Linked DNA regions of Sus scrofa: region 1 is linked to region 2. A link is a contact called in public HiChIP or PLAC-seq data. All regions are on one chromosome and are shown on one strand. The core of a region is the stretch at or near the end of the contact, and the rest is flanking DNA. Distances in the headings are between cores, read along the strand shown.

The links. HiChIP or PLAC-seq counts read pairs in DNA pulled down with a chosen protein or histone mark.
Region 1: a contact with region 2 is called in an H3K27ac HiChIP or PLAC-seq map of skeletal muscle, with 4 times the contacts expected there. The contact joins two enhancer-like sites. A contact is called at or near these places in 1 of 47 Hi-C or Micro-C datasets (skeletal muscle) and 1 of 2 datasets of contacts at active chromatin or transcription factors (skeletal muscle).

The regions. Positions count from the first base shown.
Region 1 is chr6:5,293,981-5,300,799 of Sscrofa11.1, reverse strand. CDH13 (cadherin 13, H-cadherin (heart)) reads left to right here. Exons shown (of 14, transcript NM_001109945.1): 5 at 3,561-3,713. Among named protein-coding and RNA genes, the nearest start is that of HSBP1, 500 kb to the right of the region's middle. Within about 2 kb of position 1,924, at least 4 of the 83 cell types and tissues checked have an H3K27ac peak or open chromatin away from gene starts, as enhancers often do. A contact at or near this core is called in skeletal muscle, where this site is marked.
Region 2 is chr6:5,151,608-5,157,925 of Sscrofa11.1, reverse strand. The region is part of intron 6 of CDH13 (cadherin 13, H-cadherin (heart)); the gene reads left to right. Among named protein-coding and RNA genes, the nearest start is that of HSBP1, 360 kb to the right of the region's middle. Within about 2 kb of position 4,440, at least 13 of the 83 cell types and tissues checked have an H3K27ac peak or open chromatin away from gene starts, as enhancers often do. A contact at or near this core is called in skeletal muscle, where this site is marked.

The sequences.
Region 1 (6,819 bases), core at 675-3,174, 150 kb before region 2:
AGGAGGAAAAGCTGTCCTGGAAGACTTTCGAGTCCAGGACTCAGCTTTCCGTGCCGAGGGGCAGGGAGAGGAATGGGAGACGGCAGTGTTCTTCCCAAGAGAGCTCTCAGGACTGTCTTCCACTCTGTTTCTAACACAAGGTCTGGGGTGCTGTGCTCCCAACCCTTTCTGAGCAGGGACGGGTCAAGAAAGGAGAACAGGTCACAGAAGGCTTCTCCTGACATGTCCCCACCAGTGGGCTGTGTCTGGGGGACAGCTGGGTCAGAAGCCCCACCTTTGGAAGCAGGACCGCTCCACAGCCCTTGGAGCCCTTGTAGGTCTCCCACGTTCATTTCCCTTTACTCGATATGTCCTTTGGAGAGGACCTGTCTCTCCAGTGTGCATAGGGAAGCAAGAGGAAGAGGTTTTAATCTGTATTTGGGCCAACGTGGCCAGAGAGAGAAGGGAGCGAGGGTAAATGAGAAAGGGACAAAGAAGGGCAGAGCTGGCTCGGGTGCCCCTTCCTACAGTGGAACCGTAGAGCATACGTTCTGCCTTAGTGCAGAAAGAATTCAGGGAGACACAGAGTGACAGGTGAGGGGTTTATTCACATAGGATGCCTGTGAGAGATGCAGGCAGGTGGGCAAGAGAGTGCCGAGGCCCGAGGACTCCGTGGGTTACGGTTTTACAAACAAAGCCAAAGCGAGGAGGGGGAGAAGATCACCTTCGCCCTGGCTCTGGAGTAGAGGTCACATTTCCATCATCAGCTCCTCCTCCGTGTTGGTTGGGGGATCTTTCTGGTCCCCACCTGGTCAGACTGGGACTGTCACGATGCAGTGGAAATAAGCAAAAAGGCACCAACGTGTCTTCAAATACGGCGAATCATGTCAGGTTTCAGTACAATGTCACCTTTTCCTGTATTTTTTTGTAGCTAGTGTGCACAGAGAAGTGTGTCCTAGGAAGCTACATGGGTCTCCTGTTACCATTGTTTTATTGTTTGGGGGCATGTCTCAGGCTTCTCTTGCATGCTTTTGTTGCGAAGCAAGCCTGCTTGGTTTTGTTGTTGGTAAGCCTGCTTTCCTGAGTGGTCATTAACTTAAAGGGGTCTCCCATACTTTTTTCCCTTATTACATTTGCCTAGTGGGATGAGCTATTTAATCACCTGCTTTGGACCTTGACTCTGACTCTATCAACAGTAATCTTTTTCCAAGAGCAGTTCTCTCTTCAAACCAGAGACATTTGTGAGGTTTATTTTTTAAAAGAAAATATATTCCCTTAGGGATTTTTTGTTTTGTTTTGTTTTTTGTGGTTTTTTTCTTTTTTTTGCTTTTGCTTTTTTAGGGCCACACCCTTGGCTTATGGAGGTTCCCAGGCTAGGGGTTGAATCAGAGCTACAGCTGCTGCACACCTACAACAATTCGGGATCTGAGCCACATCTGCGGCAACGCCAGATCCTTAACCCCCTGAACAAGGCCAGGGATTGAACCCGCAACCTCATGGTTCCTAGTCAGGTTCATTTCCGCTGCACCACAATGGGAACTCCAGAAAGGGGTTTTTTAATATTATGGCTAAGATGTTTTTTGCTGCCTAGAGGTGTCAGGCTTGGCCATTACCAACAACGTCCTGATGCTGTTGTGATTATTACTCTTACCTTGGTACTGTAACCATCAGCTCTGATTTACTGAGCCCCTTCCGCCTGCCAGGAAGTCTCCTTGGCACACAGGATCTCATCACATTCTCAACAGCTCTGGGAAATAAATGTCATTATCCTTTTATTATCGATGAGGAAATCGAGAGCTGGAGAGGCGAAGAATCGTGTTCAAGGTCACAGGGTGGATCGCTGGCCAAGCTAGGATTGGGACACATGTTTGTCTAGACAGTGGAACTCCTCGTTAAACAGATATTGGCCTCGGTCCCTGCTGTACACCAGGCACTTTGCCAGGCACTGGGATCCAGGGGCGAGTCTGACATGCTGAGACTGTTGACCTCGTGGAGCTTCCAAGCTGTGGGGATAATGTCAGTTGGATTAAATCAAGTCAAGCAGTGACTAAAAATTCTTTTCATCAGAAGGTGTCACATATCTTATTTTTAGTCTTGCTTCAAGATGGTATTTTCTCCTAATTTAAAAAATGCAAACAGAGGTAATTGGTGTTTCATCAAAATTCTCAGTGTATTTTAATAAAGAATATTTTAAATCAGGGAAAACTATACTGCCATATGGAATTGTGTCATGATCTTTTTCCACTCACTGGTCCTGGCAGAGGAAATCTTGGCAGGAAGATCATGCTGCCTTAGGCGCCACTGCCACTTGGTGGCCTGCATCAGAATTGCAGGCATGGTGGCCTCAGAAATGCTCCTCCCCCACCCCTACCCCCACCCACTTTCTAATTCCACTAGAAGGTATTTTTATCCTGGCTACCTAATCCTCCAGGCCCAGTTGACTGTATTCCAATAGGTGCCTGTTTACTTATAAACTGATTGCAGCCAGATCAGTATCAGCTTTCTTTCATCTGTGTTTCTGAATGTCTGTTGTGTTTGTGACTTTTTTATTGTTATAATCAAATGAATGTTTGCAGGTATCAATGAGAAAGTGTTCTTAAATATACGTGAATACTTGGTTAAACTCTAGAACTAACCTATGCAAATAATAATTTTTTTCATTAGTTGGACACTTTCAAATGACATAAAAACAAAATAAAATGTGACATCTAATTACCTCTTAACCTCATCTCTACTCCAGCCATTCTGGAATTTCCTTGTCTCTCTCACCTGCCTGCTGCCTGTCTGTGCTGTTCCATCTACCTGGAAGTGCCTTCCTGTAGCTTTGCCTTTTGAATGTATTCTTCAAATGTCAAATCAAGGCTGACTACCTATAGGGAATTACCTTAACGTAAATTCAGAAATGAAAGTGTTGGGTAGCAGTGTCTCTAGAGAGACGGAAGGTGGATTCTGAATGCCATCTTCATCTCTTTAACAACTGTGACCATGGCAAGCTTGCTTCATCTCTCTGAGTCTCAGTGATTTCATTCATTAAGTGCAGATAATAGTGTTCCCTCCTCCCACCCCCGCATTGTTGTCTGAGTTTTTTTTTTTAACGTGTGTAAAGTGCATCCTCAACACCGTGTACCTGGTACAAGCAGTGGGGCAAGTGCCACTGCTGACATTTGGATTCATACAAAGACCTCGAATCTTGATGAATGCCTGCCCAGTAGAGAAGTGTCAAAGGTTTTGCGTTGCCTCTTTGATCTTGCTTGCAGAAAAAAAGTCTGTTTCCTGGGAGTTAAAAATAACATAAATGTCCAACTTTAAACTTCATGAAGTGACCTCCCTCCTAGGTTTGTCACTGTATGTCACCCCAGTGCTGGTAAGCTTCCCCACCTGAAAGCCACAGAGATTTGCATGTGGGCAGAAAGGTGTTGAACAACGATGCTGTTTTTGGTGATGCTGCTTTAGTCAAGTTCACCGAGCATCTATGTATTGGCACCTGCAGTTAGTGGGTTGGTCACTGAGGTGTGTTTATACTATGCTCTCTCTGTGTTTTCCAGCCAAGATCTTAAGTGTCGCTCTGTTTCTCTGACCAGGTGGTTGATAGTGACAGACCGGAAGGGTCCAAGTTCCGGCTCACCGGCAAGGGAGTGGATCAAGAGCCAAAAGGAATTTTCAGAATCAATGAGAACACGGGTAGCGTCTCCGTGACACGGAGCTTGGACAGAGAAATGATCGCCGCGTATCAAGTAAGTACCCCGGTGCCCACCCTGCCCACAGAGATGGGGCTTTCAGAGATGGCTTTCCTCCCACCGAGCTGTTATTTCTGGGCTTCATCAAACCACAGGCAGTACGGCCTTAAGCGTGTCTCTGTGGGAGCCGAGTGGCATTGAACCCTGACAGAGCAGCAGTAGGGGCCCCTATCTTGTCACTGGACCCCCACCCCCCCACCCCAGTGCGTGAGACTTTGGGCACTGAAAACCAAGAAGGGGGGCCCTCTGGGCATCTCGGAGGAGGTCAGAAATCTTGCATTAACGTTAACTTTCCAGAAACTACCTTGATAATGCAGAGCTGCAAAAAGTACAAACCCTTGGACTTGATCGTTCTACTTTTAGAAATCCATCCTAGGGAAAGAGGAATTTAGTTCAATTTTTGTGCAGTGGTGTTATAGCAGGACATGATCCTTAAAATGGAAACAGTTGCTAAATATTCAGCAGCATATAATGGTTAAAATATGGCACGATTTTGCAAGGAAGTTTTCTACAACCATTTAAAATATTTTTGAACAAGTTCTGGTTCTATGGGAGATTTTCAAGATACTGAATGGAAACAGACACACCAACACATATGGTATCCTCATTACAGATGGAGTATTTACACATATCGTGATGGTTATGTGTTTGCAAAGAACTGTGATGGAAGAAAAATCAAAGTGTTAGTGGCTGCGTTTGGTGTTAATGATTTTTTTTTCTTTGTTTTTATTTTCTGATTTTTCTGCAATGTCTGCACATTACTTGTTTATGGGGAAATGACAGGATATTTGTAAAATATTGTAGTTTCAGAAGTTGACACCCATTCCAGATTCAGAGACCAGCACCATTGCACACAGAGACAGGGGTGAGCACTAAATCTCAGACAGGCTCCAGGTCAGTTCTGTCCCCTCTGGGCCACACCCCCGAGAGTCTGTCCTCATAGCCTCTGTTAAGAACCCAAGCTCCTGAGGGTAGTGAGCTCATTTGTAAGGGATGGGGCAGAACTCCTGACCACTTTCACGAAAAGCCCTTTGCAGGCTGCAGGCCCTGGGGGGCACGACCCGGCCAGCAGCATTGCCTTTCCATCACCATTGCCCGTCTCGCGCGCATTTCCCTGGGTTGAGGTCTGGGGAGGTGGCCACTTTCTAGGACCAGATTTGGCATCTCTGGTTTTCTCGGTCAAAACACCACGTAAGAGCATCCCAATCCCACTTTAACTATGTTACCTCCTGCTTCCTAAAAAAAAGAATAAGCCTGTGCTCTTCGTTTTCTGCAAAGGGGGTGGAGGGACATTGCCAAGTGCTCTGGGGGAAATGAGTGCCCCGGGTCTAGCCTCCTCTGTTGCCATGAGATGCTGACCTTGGGGAGACCATGTAAGCACTGGTCCTCAGGATCCCAAACATAAAAATGAAGATAGAGGAGCTCCCTGACGGCCTAGCAGTTAGGGATTTGGTATTGTCACTGCTGTGGCTCGGGTTCGATCCCTGGCGGGGGCACTTCCGCATGCTGCATGTGTGGCCAAGCCAGCAGTGGCCTACCTGCCGACTGGATTGCTGTGAGTTTCCAATGAGAAGATAGATGAGGGTGTTAGAGGCATTTGGATGCTGGACAAAAACAGGGAAGTGGCGTGATGAAAGCGGGTGGCATCCCCGTCCAGCCTCATGCTGGGCGTTCGAGGATCCCGGGTCCTGGGGGGACTTCCCTCTCAGAGCATTCGCTAAAAGGCAGATGCTCTGAACATCTGCAGGGGGTCCCATCTGTCAAAGAATGCCAAAGGGTGACCAGTGCGTCCTCAGGGTACACCTGGCGGAGGGTGAACAGATTGTCGTAGAAATTGAATGTTGGCGCCCTCGGAAATCCTCGGGTCAGCTGGACTTGACGGTAACCAGAGGTGACCTGGGAGAAGTCAGTGTCCACCTGCTGCGGAAAAAGCCGGCTGCAGACCTTGGGTAGATGAACTCATTCCCTGCCTGTCATGGGGACTAGCCATTGATTTGCAGACACAGGAACTACAGATAAGCTATAGTTCATAACCTCATAGCATAGCAATTCAGAGCTCTGTGGTTAGCAAATTGCCATTTGAGTCTCAGCACTGCTGTTTACTGTGCTGTTTTGTTTGCTTTGTTTTTTATCTTGGGCCACCCATTTACCCTCTCTGAGAATCTTGTGATTCTTGTCCACAAAGCAGGGATGGTACCAGCATCTCTAAGAATTGTGGAAAATGAAATAAAATTATTTTTGCAAATGCGTAGCACAATGCCCAGGACCTAGCAAGTATTCGAAAAATCAGAGCTGCCCTTAATCATTTTTTCCTGAAAAATGATTTAATTTTTTTAGCTAGGTTCCCCAAGTTTTTAACATGTTTCTTACTTTCAACCATGAGAAAGTTGACATTTACCCCAGACTCATGGTTTTTCCTTCTGTTCTGACAGGAAGCAAACATCATAGCATTTGCTGCCCCTCTTTTAAGTGTTAGAGAGAAGGTCCTGGAGGAAGCTGAGCTCTGGGATTCCTTGGGAGGTTGAAGGGGTACGAGATCAAGAATAAAGGAGCCGAAGTCTTCTTAGGAGCGTTCCGTAGGCTGGAAATGGGACTAGCCTGAATCAGAGAAACTGGAAAAGGCTGGTTGACAGGAACAAGAACTGGTAAAGGAGAGGCTGAGAGATGCCTTTTGGGGTGACCCTGTAGGAGCTATTTTAAGGGCCAAGCAAGGGTTTGGATGCAGGCTTGGCTCAGTGATCCTGATAAAGTCTGTGGGATCCAAAAGTGGCTTACAAATTAAAGTTGCCCTTTGGGGAGTCTTCTGGACTCCATAAACCAGGGCCAGCCTCTTGGCGAGCATGCTCGTTAGCAGGCAGTGACCTTGATCTCCAGGGACACTGAGAGGAAGATGTCTCGTGGCAGTGGCAGCGGGTGGAAAAGAGCTCAAACACCAGCATTCACAGACCTACGGGGAACGAGGACAAGGCCCGTGGTCTGTCAGGTGGCTTGGTTTTGATGTTGCCAAAGACGCTGGGGACAGACTTTTCCAGGGAGGTTTTCGAATCGTGACGGGCCCCTTCCCTCTGGCCTCCCCACGCCGAACAAAGGGCTGCCACTTGTG
Region 2 (6,318 bases), core at 3,191-5,690:
CCGCGTTGCTGTGGCTCTGGCGTAGGCCGGTGGCTACAGCTCCGATTGGACCCCTAGCCTGGGAACCTCCATATGCCGCGGGAGCGGCCCAAGAAATAGCAACAAAGACAAAAAGACCAAAAAAAAAAAAAAAAAAAAAAAAAGAAGTGAGCAGAATTCCTAGACCCCCTGTGGGTCTAAGAGTTGCTTGTTGAAGGTGTAGCAAACTCCCTCCCCAACACACACACGCCACACTTTGAAATCAGGAGGAGACCCTAATAGAGCTGCTATGATATCACAGTCTCCAGTCCCTCTGTGATGCTTTGACTAATAGGATCCGAGCATGGCTGTTTGTTTATCCTTCTTCTGTGATAAGAAAGTCAACTTTGCTGGAAGGAGCCTCTATCTGAGGCTGGCAGCTGGGACCCTTTCTAAGGCCTTAGCTATGCTTGTAATTTTCCCAGAGATTCCACTTTGTCTGAGTTCCGGCTCATGATAACAGGCAATGTGTGACTGAGCGGGGATACAGGAAACCTGGAACATTCCAAAAAAATCTTCAGACGCTGGGTTTGAAGCTGAGAATCTCAAAAACACTTGCCACTGCCTAAGTCCCTTTATACAGCTCCGAGCAGAGATACTATGAAGTCTGAGTGCTCTGAGCAGCGTTCTGCTCTCCCAACAGGCCAGTGAGCCATGGTCTCAAGTCAAGGATTGAGTGTACTGGGGTCCTGCACATCCCAGAATCTACATACTACGTACCAGTAGGGGCAGAACCGCATAAGGCTGAGGCCCTGGTGCAACTGGTCCCATGTCCCATTTCCATGAGATGTGTTTGGTTTTTCCATGAAAAGACCAAATCCTAGCCACTAGGAAAGCCTTGGTTCTTTCATGAGGACAGCACAAAGATTTTTAATTTGCCTAAAGGGAATGTGTGATTTTGAGATGTGACTAGGGATTATCATTCCCACAATGAACATTACAAACAGGAACTGCTAGAGTGACTCAGTAGGACTCCTGGCTCCCAGCCCTATGAATCCCAGTTCCCTCTCCCCGTCAGCCACACCCAGACATCAGACCCTGTCCCTTGACCCTAGTGCTCAAGAAGTTAAGAAAACTGTTGAGGGAGCTGATTCTCAAACTTGGGCATGCATCAGAATCACTTAGATTGCTTTTTATCTTTTAGTTAATGGAAACTATTATTACAGAAATGTTATATTGCATTGTAGAAATTTGGAAAAGTCAGAGAAGCAAAACTAAGAACATAAATCACCATAATCATGCCACCCCAAGATTATTGCCGTCAACAGTTCAATGTATGTTTTTGTAGATAGTTTTTAGGCAAATTTTTATGCGCACGTATATGGATCATTTATATGTCCATGTATACAGATCGGCCTCTTCTTTGGAGTTCCTTCTTTTTTGGGGGCGGGGGGGGCCACATCTGTGGCATGCGGAAGTTCCTAGGCCAGGGATTGAACCTGTGCCACAGCAGGGACCCAACCCATTGCAGTGACAATGCCGGGTCCTTAGCCCTCTGAGCTACATGGGAGCTCCTGGTTGATGGAGAATTTGATCCATCTCAGTGTGGCTTCCACAGCTTCCGTCTCAAGGAGCTCACACCACTGGCTCACTCCTGCAGGGTCTAGATGAATTGTCCAAAATGCCAGGCTTACTCTCTGCTCTCCAGGTTGGTACCTAAAGTGTGGTCAATGACAGCAGCCAGCTGTGCAGCTGGGATCAACACAGCCCCATGATCCAGGGGGATCTTCATTCTTTGTGTACCTGCCTTTCCATTTGCTTCCTTGTCTCAGAATTGCATGGCACCTCTGTTTGCTCAGACCACTGTAAGAAAACAGCATAGATTGGGTGCCTTAAGCAACGGATATTTATATCCCATAGTTCTAGAGGCTAGGAGTCCAAGATCGAAGTGTCAGCAGATCTGTATCCATTGGGCTTTTCTTAAGGGAACAAAGCCTGGGAAGAAGCAAGCCCTCGAGACGCCGTGGTGGCAGCCTGGGTCATGCCTCCCTTCCCTGTCTGCCACTGTTGCTCTGGGGCCCTTGCGCTGTCCGGGCGTTCTGAGAGCAGAGGTGATGCTCCTGTTCCCCATGTGTGACCTGACTTGTGGCAGAGATGGCTCCTTGCAGGAGGAGCTGAAGCAGGAGAGGGGGCCTCAAAGCAGGGTGCGGGGCTGCTCTCACCACCTGCTCCTGAGCAAGCGCCAGGAAAATCCACTGGAGCCGACCCTGGGCTGAGCAGTGACCTGGCTCTTAGCAGGCCAGCTCCTGCTCTCAGATTGCTCTTCTCAGCTCTCAGATGATTTCCTTTCTAATTCAACCCACGCACTGGCCTCTGTTGGTACGGCTGGATATGTGGGTGCCCACCTACTGGGGGCAGCAGTGCCCTCTGCTGCCTCCAACCCCGGGGACTCTGGGCTAATAAACACCTTCTGAGACATTCTTTAGTACCCCTCTGTGACTTTCATAAACTCTTAACTGGCCTCCACACATCTTTTTAAAACATAATAAGCCCCAAGTATAATATACAGGAAAAATAATTTATACAAGAGTGTCAAGGTTAATAAAAGAAAATAGGCAAATGCTCAAGCACAACCACCTGGGAGACAGAAGGAGGTTGTCCAAGGTGAGAATCCTTGCACGAGGTCACAGCAAATGCATCGGCTACAAGTACACAGGGACACAGGTCTGTTACTCAGCCATACCATCAGTCAAGTGATTTTCCAGAACTGGTAGGTTCTGATCCAAATTAAAAAAAAAAAAAAAAGAAAAACCCTCCCTCTCTTGACACGGTAGCTGTGTCCTGGTGAAATGCAGAATATATGCAACTCTGCCAAGATATTCGGGGTTGAAATGTAAGACTGGGTTAAATTCTAGACCCAGATAATTATAAATAGATGGGAGCTGTTTTTCCCACCAAAGCCTGGCCATCAGGGTAACTCAGAATTTATAGGGGACAATCCTATGTGGTGTAAGACCCCATGTACATGGACCATGTGGTGTCAACTGCCACCTCTGAGTAAATGCTAGTAGCACTCCCAGTTATTGTGGGAACCACAACCCCTCCTTCCAAAACATGAACCCAAGCTTCTTGCTTCTGTTGTCTTCCTTGAATGTTTTCCGCAGCCTAAATCATGACCCCACTGCCTAATCACCCCTTGGCCCTATGCAAGTCTCTTTCCTCATCTACAAAATGGGTGCATGCAGGAAGGTAATCAGTAGCTCCCATCTCAAAGGGTATTTAGCACTGTCCTTAGTGAGTTATAAGTATTAAATGAATGTTAATTTTTGTTTATAACTTACATGATATATAATTTATGAGCGTCCTTAAAATTGCCATGAGCGCATACGTACTTAAAAGCAACGAGCTAAGATTCTGAGTGCTATTTCATGGATTTTAGAGAACTGAATTAGATTCTAGAACCTCAGCTATCATCGTGACAGCCCCCCTGATGGAGTTCTGAAGCCAGGGCTCTGAAGCTGTTCCTTGAAGGGAATTCGCAGCGGGAACGTCACGGGAATGTTCGCTCTTCCTTAGACGGGTGTTCCGGAATTGCTTTGGCATTTCTTACTGAATGGCTTCAGGCCCTCACCCAGGACCACAGCTTCCCCAGACCGAGCCCTAAGTTGCAATATAAAACAACAAAAGATGCCAAGAGTACAGCCTGGTTCAAAGACAGACGCAGCACACAAAAAGAATAACAATGTAAGAGCTTCTGCAATTACACGCTGAATTATTTGGTGCCATCTTTAAATTATGTAGGAAATAGGAAAAGGAAGAGCTCAGGGTAGACGGGGGCAAGCTTGGGGAAGGAGGGAGGCCGGAGCTGGCCCTGAAGGATGGAGGGAGTCTGGGTCAGGGGCGGAGGGAGAGGAGAACGCACGGGCTGAAAGAAGGGGGGAAGGGAGCCTGTGCGGCTGGGATGGCGGGTCCTCGGCTGTTGGCGCGCAGGCCTGGGCAACAGCCCTTTCAGGAGCCAGAGCGGGGTCCCTACCAGATAGTTGATAAGGCAATATCCAACTGTCCCAGATGCCCCGATAACGTGTCCCAGGGATATGCCTGGTGGGATACCCTGAGACCCTGTCACCCAGAGCTGCCGCTAAGCTGAGGCCAGGCGGTGCCCATGCAAGTGCCTCCTGTGTGGGTGGGAGCTTTCGGCTCCCCACTGGGCTCTGCAGTCTGGAAAAGCACGCGTTCTCGTGGGAATATTATTCTTGCCTTTGGGAGGGGCTGTGGGAACGTGCAGTTACTGCTGGGGAACTTTTCCCAGCATACATGCTTGTTTATGATGATGAATGACGGGCGCAGGCTGAGCGCAGCGATTCTTTTTCTGGAGGTGGCATGAGAATCCCGCCCGGAATTTCTGTTACATTCTGCTGCCAGAGCCCAGTGACTCAGAGGCAAAGTTCATGTTTACTGGAACACGGAATCGGCTAGGAACCAGGATGGCTGCTGCGCTGCTGCTCCCTGGCCCTGAGGGGGCGCAGGCTTGTATGTGACAACATTGGTCTCTCCCTTGATGTCACAGGGACCAGGCTAAACCTGTGCTTTCACTCATTCATTCATTCAACAAATACTTGTTAATGCCAGACTTCTGGCCTCACGGACTCTATGTCTCCCTCTAGTGGAGGGAAACGATAAACAAGGTGACTAGGAATGCAGGATGGAGAGGAAAAAAATCAGCATGAAAAAGGATGGGCCAGACTGGGGTCAGCACACAATGGGACATTTTCAGCAGAGAGATGAAGGAAGGCTTATCTGAAAAAACAGTATTGGAGCACAGCCTCCCAGAAGTGAGTCACATCCATAACTGGAGGAAATAGTTTGTGCCCAGGTCCTGAGGCAGGGGCCTGTCTGGCATGTTGGAGGGGCTGCAAGGCAGCAGCGTGGGTGGAGCTCAGTGAGAAGAGAGAGAGAGAAGCAGGAGCTGAGTTGGGAAGAAGCAGCGTTTACTCACGAGGAAAGGCACGCCAGCAAGGAATTTGAGCCAACGCGTGGCACGCATGGCCTCACTTTAATTTTGTTGAGCCTCCCTGGCTGGTGTCTGGAAAAGGGATTGAAGCGGAAGAAAATGTTAGCAAGGTGATGCGTGGGGAGGCAGTTTCAGTCGCACGGGCGAATCTAGCCAAGCGCAGAAGCCAGGCGGTGGCAGGTGAAGCGCAGGTTCTGCGTCGATCTGGAAGCCAGAGCCGACGGATTGGCTGATGACTTATATGTGTGCCTGGAGAAAAAGAGAAAAGCCCAGGAACATCTCATGCTTATGACCCCCAGCAACAGGCCGGAGACAAGAGTTCTCCAAGGCATTGTTTTCTTGCTCGTGGCCGCCTGCCCTTTTCCAGTGGTACCTGGAAGGTGGGATAACTAGAACTCAGCTCCTTTCAAAGTGGCGTCTCCTGCCAGCAGCAACAGCTGGCCAAAGCGTCACCTCCTGGAGACTCAGGGTGTGAGGCGGGGGTGTGATGGTTTATTCTGGAAAACCCTCCACCCAGCTCTCCCACTGAAGGGTGAAGCAGAGGGTCCTTGCAAAGATTTCTTCCACCCAGTCCCTGTTGAAAGATGACAGAATATAAACATATGTCCACAGCTCTGGCAGGCTGCCGGTGTTGGTACAATAAGGTAGGTATCATGTGGTCATTAAAAGCTGAGGTCACTTGGACCGCGAATTATAAATAGTTTCCGCATGGAAATCTGACGGTTAAGCGATATATTAATAATTAACTAATTAATTCAGATGCATGTATGTCGCCCTTTTGAAACATCAGGTTCCTTCTCTGTAAAGTGGGAACATTGACTCCCTGGACTGGATGCGAGTAAAACCTCTGCCCACTGCTGTGCCAGTGACCAGTTATGCCAAGTGAGCTGATGGTCTTCATCCGTCACATGTCAGCTGATGCCCTCCAGGCATCTCCACGGGCTGTGGAAGGGAGCCCAGGCGCTTCCTTCCTCTGCCACGTGCTGGTCTCCGCCTTTTCAGCCCCTTCTCTGTTTCGGGTCATGAACATTTTATTTTGGGTCATAGCAGCACTTTTTATTTAACGCCTATGAAGAGTTAAGCCCCGTGTTAGGGGCTTTGAGTGAACTCTAGTCCTCACCAACCAGCTGGGGAAGAGGCGTGACAGCCACGCACAGGTGAGGGTCCCCAGGTTCATGGCTTTTCTAAGGTCACACAGCCAATGAGAAGGGAAGATCAGATTTCAACCCTGGGACTGCAAGGGTGTGAGGTGACACTCTGAATGATGAGGATGAGGCTGATAAGAACAGGATAGCAGAGGAGGAGGACAGAAACAGAAGAAATAACACATATTGCCACGCTTTGTTGCT